Linked DNA regions of Mus musculus: regions 2 and 3 are each linked to region 1. Evidence: chromatin contacts called from public promoter capture Hi-C data. All regions are on one chromosome and are shown on one strand. The core of a region is the stretch at or near the end of the contact, and the rest is flanking DNA. Distances in the headings are between cores, read along the strand shown. Region 1 overlaps Tnrc18 (trinucleotide repeat containing 18). Region 2 has its middle 24 kb from the start of Fscn1. Region 3 overlaps Rnf216 (ring finger protein 216).

The links. Capture Hi-C pulls out chosen DNA fragments and counts their contacts.
Region 2: a contact with region 1 is called in a promoter capture Hi-C map of liver. The contact joins two enhancer-like sites. A contact is called at or near these places in 2 of 484 Hi-C or Micro-C datasets (CD4 T cells and myeloid progenitors), 1 of 115 datasets of contacts at active chromatin or transcription factors (thymic regulatory T cells) and 2 of 9 other capture datasets (adipose tissue and liver).
Region 3: a promoter capture Hi-C map of adipose tissue shows a contact between it and region 1. The contact joins two enhancer-like sites. A contact is called at or near these places in 7 of 115 datasets of contacts at active chromatin or transcription factors (double positive thymocytes, embryonic basal ganglia, forebrain and 4 more) and 2 of 9 other capture datasets (adipose tissue and liver).

Annotation. Positions count from the first base shown.
Region 1 is chr5:142,792,902-142,795,601 of GRCm38.p6, reverse strand. The region is part of intron 2 of Tnrc18 (trinucleotide repeat containing 18); the gene reads left to right. Among named protein-coding and RNA genes, the nearest start is that of Gm31365, 18 kb to the left of the region's middle. Within about 2 kb of position 1,296, at least 173 of the 459 cell types and tissues checked have an H3K27ac peak or open chromatin away from gene starts, as enhancers often do. A contact at or near this core is called in adipose tissue, liver, microglia and 1 more, where this site is marked.
Region 2 is chr5:142,935,076-142,937,775 of GRCm38.p6, reverse strand. No RefSeq gene overlaps it. Among named protein-coding and RNA genes, the nearest start is that of Fscn1, 24 kb to the left of the region's middle. Within about 2 kb of position 1,270, at least 84 of the 459 cell types and tissues checked have an H3K27ac peak or open chromatin away from gene starts, as enhancers often do. A contact at or near this core is called in adipose tissue and liver, where this site is marked.
Region 3 is chr5:143,046,955-143,049,939 of GRCm38.p6, reverse strand. All of the region lies in intron 13 of Rnf216 (ring finger protein 216), which reads left to right. Gm43380 (a long non-coding RNA gene) reads right to left here. Exons shown (of 3, transcript XR_003955828.1): 2 at 1-2,985. Among named protein-coding and RNA genes, the nearest start is that of Gm43380, 9.5 kb to the right of the region's middle. Within about 2 kb of position 1,474, at least 145 of the 459 cell types and tissues checked have an H3K27ac peak or open chromatin away from gene starts, as enhancers often do. A contact at or near this core is called in adipose tissue, liver, microglia and 1 more, where this site is marked.

The DNA of each region.
Region 1 (2,700 bases), core at 47-2,546:
CTTTGCTGAGGATGTCAGGCAGGGTCATAGACTTGACGTGACTGTTATGTAGGAGCTATTTAAGGTTCTGTGGATGGAACCCAGAGCCTTGATTGTGCTAGGTGTGTGCTCTACCACTGGGCCACACCCCAGCCCCTCACTGGGGGATTCTAGGCAGGTGCTCTACCACGGAGCCACATCCCAGCCCTTCACTGGGGGATTCTAGGCAGGGGCTCTACCACTGGGCCACACCCCAGCCCTTCACTGGGGGATTCTAGGCAGGGCCTCTACCACTGAGTCACACCCTGGCCCTTCACTGGGGAATGCTAGGCAGGGGCTCTACCACAGACACCCCAAACACCTTATTGAGGAATTCTAGGCTGGGTCTTTATTGCTGAGCTGTCCTTCCCAGCTCTTTCTACCTTTTATGGAGACTGTCTGAGTTTGCTGTGACTAGCGTTGACTCACTCCAGTCCAGAGTGGTTCTGAACTAACTTTCCATCCTTTTGCCTCAGCCTCCTGAAGTAGTTCTAGTGACTGTCCTATGCCACCACTCCTGGTTTTGTGCCTGCTTTAGGACTGCAACTCTGTGACCAGAGAGCATCATCTATGGCTTGCCTGGTCGCTGGGACCCCCAGCTATCACTACCCCCAGCCTGGGAGGAGGTAGTTGAGGCCACTTAGAGCCCCTGTGGTGACAGGAATCGTTGGTGGCATCCGGGCCTCAACGCTTCTTTGGACTGGAGTGCTGCTTGCTGGGTTTCACAAGCCCAGGCAGGGGCAGGCCTGGGCCCTCTGCTTCCGCACAGCCCAGGCAGGAAGAACTGGTGGCTGACGTAAGCCTTTGCGCAAACCCCTGGCTATTGGCTTCCGGAGCCTTCTACCGGCCGTCTGCCACATCAAGGAGGAAGCCTAGGGTTTGGCAGGGCCCAGAGGCCTTACCTTCCCAGGCTTAGGCTACATGGATGTGCTGACCGGCTACAAGGGCCCTTGGGCCACGGGCGTTGGTGCTGGATTCTGGTGAGGGACTGGGCTTCAGCGATGGTGGCTGCATAGGCCATGGTGACAGGCATGTGATCCGAGGGTGTGTGTGAGATCTCTAGCTTCTGCTCTTACTCAGTTTACCCATGTGTGCCCCCAAGGGCCTGGGGGCATATTTTGGAGTCCTATCCCCCTAGGGAGGCAGTCAGTGGACACTTTGTATAGGGCTTACATGGGAGGGCTCTCAGGAACTCAGAAACTGAAGTGCATATGTATGTGGGCAGAGTCTGTGAGATCTCTGTGGCTTAGACCCGCTGCTGGCATCTGAGCCACACATCCTGTCTGCTGCTGTCTGCAAACAGTGCCCACCTCTTAGGGACTAGAGAAGGCTCTGGAGAACTTAACACAGCTTTCCTCTGGAGACCAACTAGAATGGGCACCTGGTGGGTGCTTGGCTAGAGTGCTGGACCCAGCCATGTGTTCAGGGCTCCACACCCTCTCCTGCTGGGTGCCCTGGAGAGAGTTTGAATCACCCATGGAACATCTGGCCTATTTACTATTATTATTCCTAAAACTAGCGAAAACTAGCGTATCTGTTATATAATTCCTGTTCAATATATGCCTCCGTCCTACCTTGTTTTTGTTTGTTTGTTTGTTTGTTTGGGGGTGCTAAAGTTTGAACCTAGTCCCTCATGTCTCCTAGGCAGGCACTCTGCATCCCCAGATTGACTTTGGGTTTTTTTAATAACAGATTCGGGGTATCATGATAGGATCCATCTTTTTTTATAAACCGGGCTCACCTCATAGTCCAGGCTAACTTAGAACTTTCAGCCCTTTGGCCTCAGCTTCCAAGGCTGCTATTTATATGCTTGTCAGCTGTCCTGGCGTCTTCTGTTTTCTTTTTCCTTTGTGATTCGCTCTACCTATCATCAGGCTTGTTATGCTGGGCTCTGAGATGCCCTGCTCGGTGTGCTGGGAGTTGCTCCTCAGCTGAGCTGAGGCTTTTCCTTGCTGGGCCTCTGTTGCATATCTGGGCATCTGCAGTCATTAGACACCCAGAAGCTCCTCCACATCCTGGGTGACCGTGAGCTCCTTGGGGACGCTGGTCTCTGGACAGTGTCCTGCATTGAGCTCAGACTATGAGCTCTTTCTCTGTGACCATTGCTTCCCTTACTCTGGCCTGGGCAGTCCTTAAAGGTGCCCCCCACCCCCCATCCTGACTGACTCAGGCTTTCTTCCATCTGCAGCCACAGTATTAAAAGCGTTCTCTGGGGTTCTGGGCCTTGGGGCCCAGGGAGTCTGGCCTTCTTTCTTGGTCACTATGGTGATTAGACCCATAGGGTGTGTCTGGGGTTGGCCAAGTGGTGCCTCTTGATCTCTCTGTGAAGACTTTATGCAGTGGAGGGCCTTGGGATGATGGTCCAGGTAGCATGGCCTGGTTTACTGGCTGCCTGACAGGGACCCCCTCCCTTTTCTCTGCAGGCGAGGCCTTCTTAGGCAGCTTTGTGTCCAGCGGGATGGGGCCCTCGGCCTCGTCTCAGGGGAGCCCGGTATCCTTGCCCTCTGACCTCTCCTTCCACTCCCCCACTCCCAGCAACCTGCCCATGGTACAGCTGTGGGCTGCCCACGCCCATGAAGGTAAGGAGTGGGCCAGCTGGGAGGGGCCGAGGGCTGCTGGGCCACTGTCCTCACGGTGATGGCAATTTAATGTCTCCAACACCATTCTCAACACCTTTTTTCA
Region 2 (2,700 bases), core at 21-2,520, 140 kb before region 1:
GGCTGAGGGAGAAGGCATGATACGGGTCTGAGGCCAGCCTGTAACATACCTATAATCCCAGCCCTCGGTAGGCAATGAGAGGTTGATCTCTGTAAGTTCAAGGTTAGCCTAGTCTACATAGGGAGCTCTAGGACAGCAAGGACTACACAGAGAGGCCCTGTCACAACAATAGCAAGTAAAGGCCAAGCAAGACAGGCCTTTACTTCCAATATTCAGAAGGTAGAAGCAAGTGACAGGAGTTCAGGGTCATCTTCGCCTTCTTACAGAGTTTGAGGGGTAGCCTAGGCTATATGATATATGATCACACACACACACATATAACATGGGGGCTTGATTTAGGTGTTCAGCTGGACTCGAGCTGGAGAGATGGCTCAGTGGTTAAGAGCATTGACTGTTTTTCCGAAGGTCCTGAGTTCAATTCCCAGCGACCATATGGTGGCTCACAACCATCTGTAATGGGATCTGATGCTCTCTTCTGGTATGTTTGAAGACAGCTACAGTGTAATTACATATAACAATAAATAAATCTTTTTAAAAAGCCAGGCGTGGTGGTGCACGCCTTTAATCCCAGCCTCAGGAGGCAGAGGCAGGCGAATTTCTGAGTTCGAGGCCAGCCTGGTCTACAAAGTGAGTTCCAGGACAGCCAGGGCTACATAGAGAACCCCTGTCTCGAAAAACCAAAAAAAAAAAAAAAAAGAAAAGAAAAGAAAAGCTGGACTCCTGGCGCCCCATAGAGACTGCTGGCCCCTGCCTCCTATAAGCCTGTGTCACAGGCTTGTGCCACATCGCCAGTGTACACACCCAGCACAGGAACATTTCCTGTATCTCTTCTCTGCTGCTACTCTTCCCCTATCTAGGCTAGCTGGCCAGCGAGCCAGTTTCCTGGAGATTCTCCTGTCTCATTCTCTCGTCTTGCTATAGGAGTTCTGGGGTTACAGATGCATGGCCCTGAATCCAGTTTTTCGTGTGCATACCAAGGATTAAACTCAGGTCATCTAGACAGAATCTCTTTACATACCTACATAGCCCTGGCTGTCTTGGAACTTACTAGGCAGACCAGGCTGGCCTCAAACTCATAGAGATCGGCCTGCCTCGGCCTCCTAAGCCTTAGGATTAAAGGCCTTCACAACCAGGCCTGGGATATTTTGCCTTTTAGAACTCAGAATTCTTCCTCCTAAATGGGTCTGTGGGCGTCTCCCCTGCAGTTCTCCGCATAGGCAGGTACAGCCCCGCCCAGCCTGAGTCGATGGGCGCGTCTCTGTCGCCACCTGGCGGCTGCCGTGAACATAGCAGCCTATCCCGGAGAGGCGATTCGAGGTCTGAACTACGTGGAATTCAAAGAGTGGGGCCCTCTTTTCTTCCGTCCCTAAGAAAAGTAAACCCCAGAGCTGAGCCCAGCCTGTAATTGTCCTCCTAGCAATGGTGGACGTCTTCCCTAAGGAGGACAAGTTGGAATCGGACCTGGAGAGCTTGCATTTGTTTTCAAGCGCCGCACAAAGCTGGGTGCCCAACGCTCAGACAGAAATCCAGCAAGAATCACTCTTAACGTTGTTACGCTCATGTGTGAGAACTAAGGCTGAGTGAGGAACAAGGGCACCTCTACCCAAAGCCACCTACCACCACAGGACCCTTGCACTACCTGTGCTCTGTGTCTGGATCACCTGCAAGCCAAGACAGTGAGTCCACTGTCACAGTCAAAGTCCCTGGTCCAGCAAGGAGACATCTGCAAGTCCATATAGCTTGGATGGGCAAAATTGTCCAGGCACAAACTCAAAAGTGCCCGTGTGTGGAGTAATGTTAGTGGGCAGCTGTGTGTCCAGATCCATGCAACTGGGTAGCAGCATAGGGACTTGTTAGATCCAGAGTAAAATGTCCCTAATGGCCTGCTCAGAGCTATTGGCTCCCAGCTTCAGATCCGCTAGTCTCCTCTGGGCCACAGGATGCAACGATAAACTACATCTCCCAGAATCCCTGGCGGCCAGCTTCCTGTTAGGGTTTGCCAATAGGAGGCACCAGAGCTCAACCGGCCTGTGGTGGACCTTCCTATGGGTCACCTAGGAGAAACCCTTCACAGAAGCACGCTTTGAAACACAACTTAATAATAATGCCGGGCATGGTGGCACAGACCTTTAATCCCAGTACTGTGGGAGACAGAGGCAGGCAAATCTCTGTGAGTTCAAGGCCAGCCTGGTCTACATATCAAGTTCCATACCAGCCTGGGCTACATTTTAAGAACCTATCTCAGAACAAACAGCGCAGACAGGATAGTCATGCCTGAAGGAGCTGGTGCACATCTGTCATCCCAGCACTTGAGAAGAAGAGGCAGGAGGATGAAAAGTGCGAGCCCAGCCTCAGCTACATAGCAAGCTCCAGGGTAGCCTGGCCTATGTGAGAATCTGTCTCAAAAATGCAAAATGACTAAATAAGAAATAAAAAAAAATAAGCCAGGCATGGTGGCACAGCATTAGGAAGGCAGGGGCAGGAAGAGCTCTGTGAGTTAGAGACCAACCTGAGAGACCTTGTCTTATAAATCAACCAATCAATCAATCAATCAATCAATAAAAGGGCAGAGTTAAACAGTAGCCAGGTGTGGGGTGCACATAGAATTTCAGCACCTGAAAGGCAGAGACAGGCGGGAACTCTGATGAGTTCAAGGGGCCTGTTCCACATGGAGAGTTTCAGGGAAGCCAAGGCTATGCA
Region 3 (2,985 bases), core at 225-2,724, 250 kb before region 1:
GCAAGTTTCCAAAAACCTTTCTCTTGTATTCTAAATAAGTGAATGATTCTAACAGAGCAGTGAAGGCTGTCTCTTGTGAGACTATGCCGGGGCCTGGCAAACACAGAAGTGGATGCTCACAGTCAGCTATTGGATTTATAACAGGGCCCCCAATGGAGGAGCTAGAGAAAGTACCCAAGGAGCTGAAGGGATCTGCAATCCTATAGGTGGAACAACAATATGAACTAACCAATACCCCTTCAGAGCTCGTGACTCTAGCTGCATATCAATCAGAAGATGGCCTAGTCGGCCATCAGTGGAAAGAGAGGCCCATTGGTCATTGCAAACTTTATATGCCTCAGTACAGGGGAACGCCAGGGCCAAGAAGTGGGAGTGGGTGGGTAGAGGAGTAGGTGGGGGAGCGTGTGAGGGACTTTTGGGATAGCATTGGAAATGTAAACGAAATAAATACCCAATTAAAAAAAAAAAAAAAAGAACAGAGCAGTGAAGTAGAATTGTCACTGGAACACTCAGTAGGTGACTCTGCCTGCCCATGGCTCTGGTAGTTCCCAGCAGCAACTCCTGCTCATTGGAAAGACATTCAAAAACTGAACTATGTGGTCATCAACAGAACATTCACCCTGACTTCCTCACCAGAGAAACAGGAGTGCCATTCCTTCCTATTCCATCTATCCCTCCTCAGGGCTCTGGGCTCTGGAAAGAGACCAGAGAGCTTGTGGCAATCCAAGTCTCCCTGGGGGTTTTCAGGCACACACTATTCCTGCAAGGGAAGGCTGGCCATCTTACTGCTCTCCTCCAGGATGCTGTGTTGGAGCAGTCTTCTCTCATGCTGACTGTCACATAGAAGGTAGGCCCCGAGGGCTGAGAAGTCACTGAGCTTAACAGGACTCAAGTGAGAGGAGCTCAACTGCAGAAACAAGAAGTTTCCAAGGTGCTGGGTCCAGGTCACATTGCAAGAAGGAAAAGGGGTCATTATTTGCAAGTTCAAATCTCTAAGTCCTTAAAAGTAAGTCTTTGCAGGCTGAGGTGTGACTCAGCAGTCAGTCACTTGCCTTACTCAAGTTAGGCCCTGGAATTAGGCTTACAGAGAGAGAGAGAGAGGGAGAGAGGAGAAAACTGTTTATTCAGGCACATTTTTAAAGCTCAGTATGGGCCAAGATTGTATCTGCATTCTTCTCTCCATTTCTACAGTGTATGCTTCATGGAATTTTTTACATAGTTTCCACAAGGTCAGGACAGAAATACATGCTAATGCTACAGATTTTTAAAATGCACATTTTGAAAGTGTTTTTGCTTTTGTCCAGGTCTTCTTAGCATGCATATTTAATTACAAGGCATGAGGATTAATGGGGCTTTGAATATTTAAAGCTCTTCTCCTGAGATTCATTTGATTTAATTACTCCTGAGATAGGCATTTGCAGCCTTGGTGACTTGCCATTTGGATGGAGTGTAAGAGGAAAGGGGAGGAAGCATGACTTGTGACAGGCTCAGCTTTGGGCTTCTTGCTTCCCCTCAGTGCCCCTCCCCTCCAGCTTTTAGCATCTCTTTGTCTCTGTCTGCCTTCATGGGGTTCCTCTCTCAGTGCTGTTTGCTACAGCTTCAGTGCTTAGTGTGCAAGCCCTGGCCCTGGGGAAGTGGGCAGCAGAGCAGTTTCTCTAGCCCTGTGTCTTCTTTCCCTGTTGCTGTGATAAAATATAATCCCAATGCAAAAAAGGGTTTGTCTGCTTGCAGTTCAAGGGTCAGTTATCATGGTGGGTGAGGCAGGGTGGCTAGAGCTTGAAGGATGTGTTCGCTTTGTGTTTAGAAAGCTGAGCATGATGAACGCTTGCTGCTGGTCAGCTCTTTTTCTAGGTCTCCAGCCTAGTGCCACCCACAATAGATGGGTCTCAATATCTCAAGATAATCCCCCACAGTCATGTCCAGAGGCCCATCTCCCAGATAGTTCTAGACTCTGTCAACTTGACAGTTAAGGCCAACCCCCTGCTCTTCCAAAGACTCTCTTTAGTCCATGTAGTCAGAGTCCTGAGGGCATAGAGAAGGGGCAAATTTTTTCCCAGCTCATTTCTGTCTTTAACTATCCATGTGTGTGTGGTGGTTGTGACCACAGGAAACAAAGCAGCTGAAGGTCCACTGCTCTTGCCTGATTTGGCTCCTGCCAAGTCCACTGTGACTTGAGAGCCAGTGCTGTCCAGAGTTGTGACTCACAACCCATGAGAGACCTCAGGTCACTTGTCACTTGGAGACCTGTGCTTGGGAAAAACAGGCCATAGTTGCTGAACATTTGCCCTGTTCAACCCCACGCCCTATCTAGTTGCCCTAAGGCCTGTGTGGTAAAGAATCCTCAACCCTTCACAAACTTGCCTGTGTACCCAAGCCTTTTTCCTCTTGGAGAACTAAATAAGTTACCTGACTTAGAGAATGTGTTTGAGCATGTGTATTCAGAAAACCCACATCAGGAATTTTTAATCCCAGCCCTCTGGAGAGAATCTTTTTGAATTTGAGGCCAGCAAGGTCTAAGAGTTCTTGGGCTGTCAGAACTTCACAGTAAGACCCTGCCTCAATAACAACAAAGGTCTAATAAAGTGGTTGTTTTACTGTGTCCTCCTGTGTCTACCTCAGGAATAATGATATTTATCATTCAGTTTACTAGAGGGCAGGAGCCACAGAAGTTTTAGTTGTTTTACTTTCCATTCATGAGGTGCCTTCAACAACCTTGGATGCCCATTGAAGCAAGTGCTGTTGCTGCTGCTAAGATAGCTGCACAGTGCCTTTCCCTTTCCAGAGGGGGAGAAAAGCACTAGCTATGGACTGGAGACTACATGGGCAGGTGAGTTCATCTGCTGCCCATCCATCAGCCAGCCTTGGTCTAGAAACTCTGGGAAGTTATACTGCCCAGGGCCTTGAAAAGCACAGTTGGTACCTCTTAGTCCCTAGTAGTCCTCTTTCTTTCACAAAAAAGTCTTCCACAAAACCCAGCTGCAGGCG